Regions from separate parts of the Rattus norvegicus genome. Here region 2 is linked to region 1. A link is a contact called in public Hi-C data. All regions are on one chromosome and are shown on one strand. Each heading gives the region's core, a stretch centred on a gene start, on an enhancer-like site or on the middle of the called end of the contact. The rest is flanking DNA. Distances are from core to core; before and after follow the strand shown.

What was found. A called contact is a pair of places that touch in the nucleus more often than the background predicts.
Region 2: a Hi-C map of the A7r5 cell line shows a contact between it and region 1, with 2.8 times the contacts expected there. The contact joins the enhancer-like site here to the promoter of Ropn1l in region 1. A contact is called at or near these places in 5 of 12 Hi-C or Micro-C datasets (the A7r5 cell line, the Rat2 cell line, Schwann cells and 2 more).

What each region holds. Positions count from the first base shown.
Region 1 is chr2:84,161,315-84,167,552 of GRCr8, forward strand. It overlaps Ropn1l (rhophilin associated tail protein 1-like), which reads right to left and starts at 2,902. Exons shown (of 5, transcript NM_001191086.1): 1 at 2,772-2,902; 2 at 171-294. The coding sequence starts at 2,902. LOC102553736 (a long non-coding RNA gene) reads left to right here and starts at 3,327. Exons shown (of 2, transcript XR_351509.5): 1 at 3,327-3,465; 2 at 4,073-4,250. It overlaps Marchf6 (membrane associated ring-CH-type finger 6), which reads right to left. Exons shown (of 26, transcript NM_001305274.1): 26 at 5,256-6,238.
Region 2 is chr2:84,294,490-84,299,923 of GRCr8, forward strand. Cmbl (carboxymethylenebutenolidase homolog) reads left to right here. Exons shown (of 6, transcript NM_001008770.3): 3 at 1,591-1,698; 4 at 2,911-3,053. Among named protein-coding and RNA genes, the nearest start is that of Cct5, 17 kb to the right of the region's middle. Within about 2 kb of position 3,147, at least 16 of the 93 cell types and tissues checked have an H3K27ac peak or open chromatin away from gene starts, as enhancers often do. A contact at or near this core is called in liver, where this site is marked.

The sequences.
Region 1 (6,238 bases), core at 1,652-4,151:
AATAAAAATAAAATCTATACATGAAAAAGCTAGCTCTTGGGGTTCTTTCCAAGAAATAACGTCAGATTTAAACATGGCAGAGCAGGCCTGGGGACAGTGGGGAGGCATCCCAATGTTTCAAGAGACACAACGAGGTACCAGCAGCATGGGCAGTGAAGAGGTTCACCCACCTGCTTGTGCAGGACTTTCAGGAGTCCCTGGGTCAGGCCTGTGTCAGTCTTCTGTGTAGCCACAGGCATTTCAATTCTGTCCTTTACGGGAAGTGGGTCTCCTCGGGACAGGGCTGAAAAATACCTGGAAGGAGAGACATCACTGAAGAGATCAGCACAGAGGCAACACTCTCTCGTCACCCCAGCAGATGTGCTGGGAGCTCCCAAAGCCAGCGGACCACACTCAAATCCCGGGACCTTGGCTGGACAACCTCCTTGAACTTCACTGTGCACTGTGGGTTCTCTGTCTGCAAAGCAGACATGCTGATTGCTATCTGAGGGTCCTGGAAGCACCAAGTGACAGAGAGCTTACATGGGAACCAGGAGAGCCTCACTGAACTGTGGTTCATCTCCCTTCTTCTGAGTGCTGTGTTTCTTTGTTTTATACATATATATATATATATATATATATATATATATATATATATTTTTTTTTTTTTTTTTTTTGGAGCTGAGGACCGAACCCAGGGACTTGTGCTTGCTAGGCAAGCGCTCTACCACTGAGCTAAATCCCCAACCCCAATATTTTTATTTTTGTGTGTGTGTGTGTGTGTGTGTGTGTGTGTGTTGTGTGTGTGTGTATGTGTGTGTGTGTAGGTGCAGATGTCCATGTCCAGGAACTGGAGTCACAGTTGGCTGTAAACTCTGTAATGTGGGTGCTAGGAGTTCAAGTCAGGTCCATCAGGAAAGCAAGCAAATACTTTTAACAGTGCCCCATCTCTCCAGCACTCCATGCCTAAGGCTATTCCTTTTCTGAGACACTCTTTTTTTTTTTTTTTTTCTTTTTCTTTTTTTTTTTCGGAGCTGGGGACCGAACCCAGGGCCTTGCGTTTGCGAGGCAAGCGCTCTACCACTGAGCTAAATCCCCAACATAGGCTATTCCTTTTCAACAGCTGCTTTCTGGGCTATGTGGCATTAGACAGCTCTACACGTTCACTTGGAGGTGGTGTGGGCATACACAAAGGTCATCTACTTCCCGCTTTCCATCTTTCCCCGTCCTGCCTGCCACCCTCCCACCCCCAATCGTTCCATTCCAGGTCACTGAAAATGCTTAGGCTGGAGGCAAAGGAGGCACAGAAATGGCTCAGGGCAACAACTCGGGTGGATTTCTATCAGATTTGACCAGAGGGAGGCCTTGTGCCAGGCAGGGTCTTGAGCCACAGTCGTTAACCAAAGAATTTGTACAGGAAAATGTACGTGAAAGTAAGCACCAGGGCAACAGGTGTGTATATGAGTCCCCAGAAACCTCTAAGTCTGTAGCATGGGTGTATGCGGAAAGTGGAGACTGTGTAGATCAAAGATAACCCCCTCTCTCTTCACCCCTCAGGGTCAACTCTGCCTACAACTAAGACTTGTGCTCCTCTCTGTGGTTTTGTTAATGATCTAAGGAGTGGTTCGGACAGCCATGAGAGAATCAGATGCAGAACTGTGGACCTATCGGTCCAGGCCCCATTTGTGGCTTGGCAAACTCATACCTATCCTATAGTCGCCCTCATCACCAATCAAATGAATCATGGAGTTCTTGAGCAAGGCCTCAAAAAACTCTCTCGGAAGTATTATCAAATGTGCCCGGTTGGGGCAGAGTCTCGGAGTGCACATAAACTTTCATAAAAAGCTAGCCCTTTCTCTAAGGCTTAAGCGTAATATCGTAGAGGGGACATTGAGAGAACAGTCAAAGGTGGCCCTGACAGAGCTAAATAAGAGACATCCAGGTCCTTTCCCTGGGGCCTGTGAGAGGTACATCTTTGCACGATTAAGGACTTTAGGTGGAGAGCTATCCTGAACAAACTGTATGGCTCCTAAATGCATCACAGGAATCCTCAAGGAGAGTAAGGCAGAAGAGAACCCATGGATTGTAGAATGGCCATTAGAGTGCAGTTCCAACAGCTGAATCAAATATGGAAGCCGCCACCCCAAAAGCCTGTTGCCTGCTTCAGATGATTTGGGGTTTTTACCTCCAGAGATGTTGTTTTAAAATAAGTTGAGTTAGGGGTTGGGGATTTAGCTCAGTGGTAGAGCGCTTGCCTAGGAAGCGTAAGGCCCTGGGTTCGGTCCCCAGCTCCGAAAAAAAAAAAAAAGAACCAAAAAAAAAAAAAAATAGGTAAAATAAGTTGAGTTATTAAAACAGCCAAAAGAAATGAAACCACCTTAGTTATACAGTTCAGAGAAAGTTAGCAAAAATTGGCTAAAAATATTTATTCTCGTGATTTAAACAGTGGCAGAGTTCTCGTGTAAAAACCGAAAGAATGAGTGGTATGACTATACTGGCCAGGCCCAGGGTTCGTGTCCTTATTTCTAGAGTGTGAAGGTTTGCTAGCTGTGAGCTGTGCTAGCCAATTTTCTCAGGTGGCAGCCTTCGCATACCTCAGCCTCAGTGGGGTTGGGGGAAGGAACTTAAGTCAGTTGTTCTGAGCGGTTTCACTGTAACATCCCTGTAACTTTTTTTTTAACTCAGCGGAGCCTCTTTTAGCCCCGCGGTTGGTGTGCAAGCTTTGTTAGTCTACACCCACAATGTAGGCGTCTGTACTCGGTAACCGGGTGAGGTTCCCAGGCCGGCCTTACCCTGCCGACCACTGCAGCACGTCCGCCGGCTGCGTACGGATGGCAGCCTTGGTGAACTGCTTGAGGATGTCCGGCAGCTCCGGGGGGATGTGGATCTGCTGCGCGCAGAACATGGTGTCGGGCAGCGGCATCGCTCTGGGCAGACCGCGGCGGCCGGGGACGATCCGCTGTGCTGCGTGGGGAGAGGCAGGGTCAGCGCAGCGCAGCGGGCGGCGGGGAGGGCCTCGGCGGGCTCCGCTTCTAACCGGCTGCTCCGCCCCCTCCTGGAAACTGAGGCCCAACCGCCCACAGCACCTGGAGCGCGCGATTGTGGCGTGCGGTTTCCAGGCAACCTGAGCTGCGCAGGCGCACAGCCTCGGCGAGCAAGGGGCGGACGTCCGGCCCGTAGTCGCGGTGACCAAAGTTTCTACAGAGGGGAGAGTGCAACAAAACAGCTTGTTTTCCTAAAATTCAGAGGCTGAGCTAATCTGGACCCCACGAGATCGCAAACTGTCTTCGGGATAGACCAGGGTCTCGGCTTGGCGTCACCATCTGTGAATCCATTTGGTCCACACACCCACTGTATGAATACACATTTCCAAACCAAAGCAGCTTTGGGAAAAGAAAAAAAACAAAAAAAACAAAAAAACAACAACAACAATAACAAACTGATAGAATGGGCAAACAAGGATTCTCAGACACTGTAAACAGAAATGTGCGTTTATCTGGGGACTACAGAATTTTCTGATGACTTAGCAGTATAATTTATCCTTAACGGGGGTGGGGAGTAGGTATAAAGGAGTAAATAATAATGTCCATTATGTAGCTCGGTAGGTTAACTTTTATTAAAAGAAAAACAACATAATCGGATAAAACTTGACATAGTTAAAATCTGATGTGGGGGCTAGTGTGCTACAAAATTTCTGCGACTCAGTATGGGGTTCATTTGAGCTGGGAACTGGAGACATCCCGGACAACATTTAGTGTTTCAAGAAGCAACAAGTCTGTCCCCACCCACACCAACACCACTACCACCACCGCAAAAATTAGCCACAAGACCTGTGAAGCTGAAAAGATTGTAAAACCTCCAATCTGGGTTTGCAGGTGTCCTTTTATTCTTAAATGTCTCATAGGTATAAATTGTGACAATTAAACTTGTATTTTGCTGTTGTATCTAAAAAATGTATGCCTAGCTTGACATTGAACTAAATTTTTTTACCCTACAGAAATTAGCATTTGGGGTTTTACTTAGAACTAGAAATATTCATTTGTACATATCTGTAAATGAATGTTTGCTTTTCATTCTGTTACTTCATTTTCAGCATCCATGCACCATTGTGAAGGATCCACTGTCTACATGTGGGAGTTGTCTGCTTTACCACACTGTGGCAAGGAAATGGCCTCCTAAGCAAAGAACAAATGACTGTGGTTCCTGAGCAAGAAGCTCCTTCCTCCTTCAAGTATGTCCTAAAGCATAAATGAACGGGAACAGAAACTTTAGGCACTGTTATATACATTTTTTTTAAAAGTCTTAACAATGTAAACTGATGCAGACAGGCCTGTGCCTTGGTGACTGTCTACCTGAGATAAAGGCAGCAGGCAGCAGGAGGCTGATGGAGGATTAGGTGTGTATGTGTGCAGACCTATAGAACCCACTGAGGAAGCAGCTGGGTCCCGGTGTCTCCCCAGTCCTGTGTGCTGGCTCAGGCGGCTGACTTCTCTCTCATCCCTCTTTTGGTTACTATCTGTTCTCCACTTGTGGTCCTTGGAGGCAGACATCTTCAGTCACTTGACACATCAACTCTCCTAATCACTGTGTTTCCAATGAGTAGATATAAGGTGATAACCATTTCTGAGTATTGATTTCCTTTGATGAAGACTCAACTTCACAGATTAAAGATGTCTGTGGCTCAAAGAACATTTTCCCACTGCTCCTACATTAAACAATGTATTAATAACTGGGTGGAGATGAGAAAAATGTTGAAAGCTTTTGAAAAACTTGAACTTAGAAACAGAAAAACTAGAAATGGCCCCGAAAACCAAAAGATCTCATTATCATAAAGGAGAAAACCCTTTCATTCTCAGGCATGCAGGCAATGGGCATAAAGTGGTTGCTGACGTGTCTTTTATGAGCCTCCATCCCAAAGCGATGGCTCATGGCACGAGGAGAGGTTTCAGGCCTTCCAGTAAAAATGCTCTCCACTCCCGTGCATGGGCAGGGACAGAGGTGTCCTCTGCAGCTACACTTCCCACCCACTGTCAGAGTACATGATGGAACTCCGAAGCTTCAGGTAACTTTTCCTTTCCATTATAAACACCTAGCTATTTCTAAATTTTAGTAATTTCTTTTGAGGTGGGGCCTTTCTGTCACTCCAGCAATCCCCTTGCCTGTTTCACAGTAAGCTGGGGTACACATATGTTCCACAGTACCAGCCCCATACCTTTCGGAAATTAAAAGCAATCTTACATCAAAGTAAAAACACGCAACCAAAAAGAAAACGAGGCTACAACTAACATTCACTTTATTCAATTCTGTTCTCTTAACTCAGAAGGCAACAAATGACCACATAAAAAAGGGAGCATTTTTGAATATATACACATAAAATTGATCTGGGTACAGGTGTTTACTGTAATAGAAAACTGACATCCCACATCACTAAGTGTTCTAGTTCATTCCTACAACAGACACCCCTAGGCCTTAGTCATTCGTTTCCATCTAAGGTTCTATAGGACTGTCATGATTACAAAATGAGGCACTCATACAGACAGGAATGGAGACATACATATACATGTATACTGTCTTATTTTTATATTAACGCCAAAGCTATTATTGGAGAGTATCTGAAAGAAGCCCTTGCTCACGGCAGCTGTTTAAATGTTGACACAACAGCAGTAAGCTGAAACAAAACATCTGATTGACAGGGTAAGTTAAGTGTGTGGAGACTGGGCAGTTAGCAAAGACTGTAAAGCCCCCACAGGTGAGGTCTTCTGTAACACTCCAGCGGTACTATGTTCCCTCGCTCCCCTTGACAATGACTCAACAGGTACGATCCTAGAGGACTGTTTTAACAAGAACTTTGAACATCACAATGTAGAATGAGGCATCACAGTAACGAGCCTGATATTCTCCATCCCAGAGAGGAGAGGAAGGAGCTAATTTGGAGCACCGTGACAAGTGCCAAATTCTTGCATAATGGCACTGGCTCCTGTGTCTGCAAACACAACAGGGTACAAATGTCCAATGCATATTTTGTCTTTGTCTTAAAATTTCATCAGCTCAACCTAAATTTAAGAATACACTCTAATGAAGCATTTGTGCAACAAAAAAACAATGCACCTAATAAACTCATTGGAGGACAATAACTCTGTTCCTCGAGGGGAAGGCCTGTCTGAGAATTCACAGTAATAACAACCATACTGAATGCTGACATAAAAATGACTGCTCACATATCCTACCTCCTTCCCCCCACCAGAGAACAGGAGTGGGG
Region 2 (5,434 bases), core at 1,897-4,396, 130 kb after region 1:
ACGTCTTTGGGGAAAGTGGGACATTTTCTGGGGAAACCTCTAAGTAAACCTATAATAGCTAACATGGACAGGAACCACACTCTTCCAGCAGCCCTGGGAGGGATGAATATTACTGTCCCCATATTGCAGATTGGGAAGTCAAGGCATGAAGCCAGAGGTTCTCAGTTGCTCTGGGTGAACAGTAAGCGGCTGCTTGAATGGGACAATGCCTGTTGTCGTAGGAGAGTCCTTAGGTACAGGGAGGATATATAGCACAAGCAGAGAACTAACTAGGCCTTCCAAGGCTCTGACCCATTCATGATACTCATTTACTTATCCTCAAGCCATCTGAGCCTAGATGGTCCACACTTCTGTCTGTCTGGTCAAGAATGGGAGCCCAGAGGCTAGAGAGATGGCTCAGTAGTTACAAATACTCCATGACTTGGCAGACAACCCAGGTTTGGTTCAGACAACACACATGGCAGCTCACAACCACATGTAACTAAGTACAGGGGATTTGACCCACCTTCTGGATTCAGCAGGCACCCGGTATGTACGTAGTACACACAATACATGCAGATAAACACTCATAAAAGTAAACACATATTTTAAAAGTGTGAGGGATAAAAGTGGCCAGTTACTTGTCAAGTTCTCTCTACAGTACAAGGTGGTACTAAGACTTCAACTTGGCCTGTCAGACCCAGGCTGTAGTGCTCTGCCTACCTGTACAGCAGAGGGGCTTGTCTTGGGAGGAGAGAGGCAGGATTGCGAATTGGAGTCCATGGTTCTTCTAGAAGCCAACTCAGGATTGAGCTAGGGCCACAGTCTCCCAAGGTAGAGAGTTACCTGCAGCTGTGTTTCAGGGACCAGGCCCTCTGCTACACTGCCCAGTCTCAGATTGCTTGAGGGTATGTAAAGTAACTAGTATTAGTAATGTCCATGATTTCCCAACTCTGAGTTGCCTATGGCTGGGCGATGTATTATTTGATCCTTCATATGACTTGTATGTGTACACAATGATATATATGTGTGTGTCTGACTGAAGGTTCATGCTCACCACTGTGAGCATTTAGAAGTCAGAGGACAGCCTCAGATGTTAGCCTTCACTTTGTTTACTCTTCTCATTGCCTGTTCTAGAACCTGCTGTGGACCTTACTCGTGGGGCAGGAGACTGTCTGGCAGCCTGTGCAGAGTCTGGGGCAGTATGACTCTATCACAGTGACTGGCGATCATTGAGAGTCCTGGGCTGGCTGAGAGGATCAACTAACTCTATCGAGGCAGGAAGGACCTTTGGCAGGACACACCCTTTGCCCATAGGTCCAGTTTTCCTTCCTTCTGCACTGGAATAGCTCTTGAGAAGTATCCCTGCTAATGGCCCTCTCACTTGCTAGAGCAGGGTCACACCAAACTGCTGGAAGCTGTGTACTTGTAGTTGTGGAATCTGAGGCAATCTGGCCCGCAGCAGATGATCTCTGTTGCAATAAAGGGTGGCCTTCGTGGCCAAGGATTTTCCTTCCCTCTGCCTAGAATTGGCAACCCGACGAGGCATTTAATAAACCAGGACATTGAGTCCAGGTGACTCAAAGGTTGATTCATGCCCATATTTTACAGAACTATTGTCCCAGACTTCTTTGTGGGTCAAGAGCCATGGGACCCGGCTGGTGATTGGTCCACCTTCCCTGAGTGGTTGAAATCAAGAAATGCCAGAAAAATCAACCGGTAAGTTTTCAAGAGGCTTGGTTTTATATTTATTGTAGCCCAGGGAAGGGACAGACAAGCTGAGCTTCATTGGATTTCTTCCCTCCCTCCCCTCTCCTCCTCCCCCCTGCATGACTTCACTTGGCTCTAGACAGAGTCCTTCCAACAGCATTATGGGAAAGAGTTTTGGTCCACCACACTATATGGGCTGAGGATAGAGGCTGACATGTATTACTTGCCACACTGCCCTGGTGAGCATACCTGCTCACTTCCCTTAGAAATCATGAACTCAAAGTCCTGCCTGTATCCACCTAGGTGCTTGGTTGCAAGTGATAGATAGAACACCTATCCCAAGTGGATCAGCAGTTAAAAGAGCTATTGGTCTATAGACCCAAAGAAAGTAGTTTGGGGTTCAAGCAGGAATCGATCCTGCTCTCATTTGTTCATCACAGCTTAGCTTCACTTCCTGTATGCTGGCTTCATGCTCAGGAAGGCCCATCGCCTCTCTCTGAGCAACCTGAGAGCATCACCCCCTCCCCCATCCTCATTGATTCTGTAGTCTATCCTGAAAACCCATCATTCTGATGAGGAGACTGCTCTTCTCTGATTGGCCCAATATAAGCCACAGAGATTTAGTTCACTCCAAATTCTACATTCCACCATGAAAGCAGTATCATGAAGATTTTTTTTTGTTGTTGTTTGTTTTAATAGTAACAGAACAAAGGTAGATTCCAAATCAAGACACTTTCCAAATACATTGGTGGACACATTAATTAGGCAGTTATAGCTAGTAGAGAAATCTCAGCTGTAGGACCCAGATGATATCTGGTAGCATTCTTAGCTCTTTGATTGGTGGAGTATGCGGTTTTGTTGAGTTGATATATTCCAAAGGTTTTCTTTCCTCTTATGTACTTATCAGGATGTTAGGTTCAACTTTATCTGCTAGTTACAGGAGTTAGAGTCAATACAGAGGTGGACAAAGAATGCCTCACTAATAGGCTAAAGGTAGCTCAGGATCAGGCTCTAGACCTGCAACTTCCCAAGCTTTTTACAGCCACTGAGTTTTAAGCAGTCAGTCAGCCTTCAAGTCTCAGCTTCTTTCTAGGATTTCTGGTTCTCACCACCAAAGAAATCTCAAACATTGAGTACTATTCACTGAGACATTGCAGTTTCAGCAACCCTGAGGGTCAGCCTTGTCAGCTCTGTCTGTGATGCCTTTTTTTTCTGTTCTAGAGAGGTTGATGCTGTCTTGAGGTATCTGAAACAACAGTGTCATGCCCAGAAGATTGGCATTGTGGGCTTCTGCTGGGGGGGTATTGTGGTGCACCACGTGATGACGACATATCCAGAAGTCAGAGCGGGGGTGTCTGTCTATGGTAAGTGCCTAGCACGTTTTACTCAGGGAAAGCAGGATGGTTGAGTGACAGGCTTCTCCCACGAGCTGCAATACAAAACCCGATGGCGTGAGGTAAACCAGCTTAGCATGGTTTTCAGAATCTAAAAATAGAGCTGGGGAAGATGGCTCTGTCAGTACTGTTCTTGTCTTGCTTGCAAGCATGAGATGCTGAATTTGGTCCCCAGAACTCATATTAAGGGAGACAGGTGTTATTTTTGGCTTTACTGGGCACTTTGCCTAGCCTACTTGATAAGTTCTAGATCCTGTCTCAAAAATCTAGGTGGAAAGGCTCCCCAGGAACACATCCAAGGTTGTCTTCTGACCTCTCATGTATCTATGTGCTTGTGCAACAGCAAATCTGTGCGCGTACACACACACACACACACACACACACACACACACACACACACACACACGAGAAAGCAAACAGTACAAACAGCAACTTTTAACTCTCTTTTAAATTAGCAGATTTTAAAAAATTGTATGGGCATGTTGCCTGCATGCATGTCTATGCCCACGTGTGCCTAGTGGTTAGAGAGGCCAGAAGAGGTGGTCAGATTCCTTCTGTGGTTATGATTTTGAATCACCATGTGGGTGCTGGGAATTGATCTGGGTCTTCTGGAAGAGGCGCCAGTACTCCTACCTCATAAACCATCGCTTTAGCCCCAACATTTACATTTTAGCCAAAAGAAAACTTATTTGAACTATGAGATAAGAACCCTTTATCTGTTGACAGAAAGCACACTGAATGTACAATTTAAAAGCATCCAGATTAAAATATGTCAAGAACAAATATAAGAAAGTTGACTGCTATTTCAAAGTTACACATTCACAAGCTGTTTTTAATCTGGTGCTTGAACTCCTTGAGATGGCATTTCATCTTCTATTAGCACTAAGGAAAAAAATAAAATATTTTCTTTTTTTCGGAGCTGGGGACCGAACCCAGGGCCTTGCGCTTCCTAGGCAAGCGCTCTACCACTGAGCTAAATCCCCAACCCCTAAAATATTTTCTTACACAAAAGGAAATAGAAGTGAGGAATGTACACACTCTTGAAACCCCAGTACTTGGGAGGCTGAAGCAGGAAGATTGAAATTTTCTGGCTAGCACGAGCTACATAATTAGAGCTAGTCTCACACAACCAAACAAATGCAATAAATCACTAGTATGAGGCTAGCCAATTTTCAGGCCAACAGTATCTCTGGGTGAATTAAAAGTTGGTCCAGACGCATGCCTTTTGGCGCCACCTGCTGGCTGCTGTTGTACAGCACGTGAGTGGCAGGTTATGGCAGGAACTGGGTAAGAGACATCTATGGAATGTCCAGACCTGGCTTTGTCAGAGTTGTACAGGGAGCACTGCCATCCTGCCTGTGGCTTGCTGTTTTCTGAAGAGGAGACACAGAGTGGAGACACACTGTGTATTACCTAGCTTTGCTCTCACAGTGGCAGGAAGCAGGGAAAAGGTTGTTTTTCCTTTCATCTTTTAAAAAATCCCTATGTGTATGCGTGCATGATGTGTGCATGTGCATTACAATGCCTGTGTGGAAGTCAGAGAACAACTTGATGTGGATTCTGGGATCAATCGCAGGTTCCTAGGCTTGTGTGGCAAGTGAGCTATCTCACTAGTCCTTTCCTGTTCATTCTCCCAACCTGGACTTGCTTTTTTCCAACCAAGCGCACCAGTGGGTTGTCCTGAGCCTGGCAGAGCAATATTTTGCACAAATTAACCTTTAGGATGTCCAGTCCATGAAGAATACAATTTATACAATAACCTGTAGAGCAGACCTTCCCTGTGTCTCTGGGGTCTTGTTTGAATAACTTGGTCCAATGGCTGTTGTTCATGTAACTGTCCAGTTCACTGAACATGTGGGACCTGTGTAGAAAATTCTAGAGTGGTGGTTTGAAAATTATGACCTGATGTATAAGCCATCTCAAGAGAGAACAGCACCAAGTTTATTGGTCTGGTTCCTGCTGAACAGGATGCAGAGTAGAAAGACCTGGCTAAATCAGTTGCACTTTTACAGAATCCATAGGCCAGGCTTCTGTGGGATTGCTAAAAATAAAAACAGCTGGGGAGATAGTTAAGGCAATAAAGTGTTGGCCACATATCCATGGAGACCTGAGTTGTGATCCCTAGCATCTGCATAAAAACCTGCTTGGGGGATGGGTTGTGGGTTTTGCACATGTCTGCCACCTCAGGACTGGGCAGGTGGAGACAGATGGGTTCTTCAAGCTCACTGGTCTATAGAAATCCCCGAGCTCTGGGCTCAGTGAGACCCTATGGCAAAATGAAGAATTAAGAATACCTGGCCTCCACACTTACATATACATGTGCACAGGACTCCATGCAGTCACCCCCATGA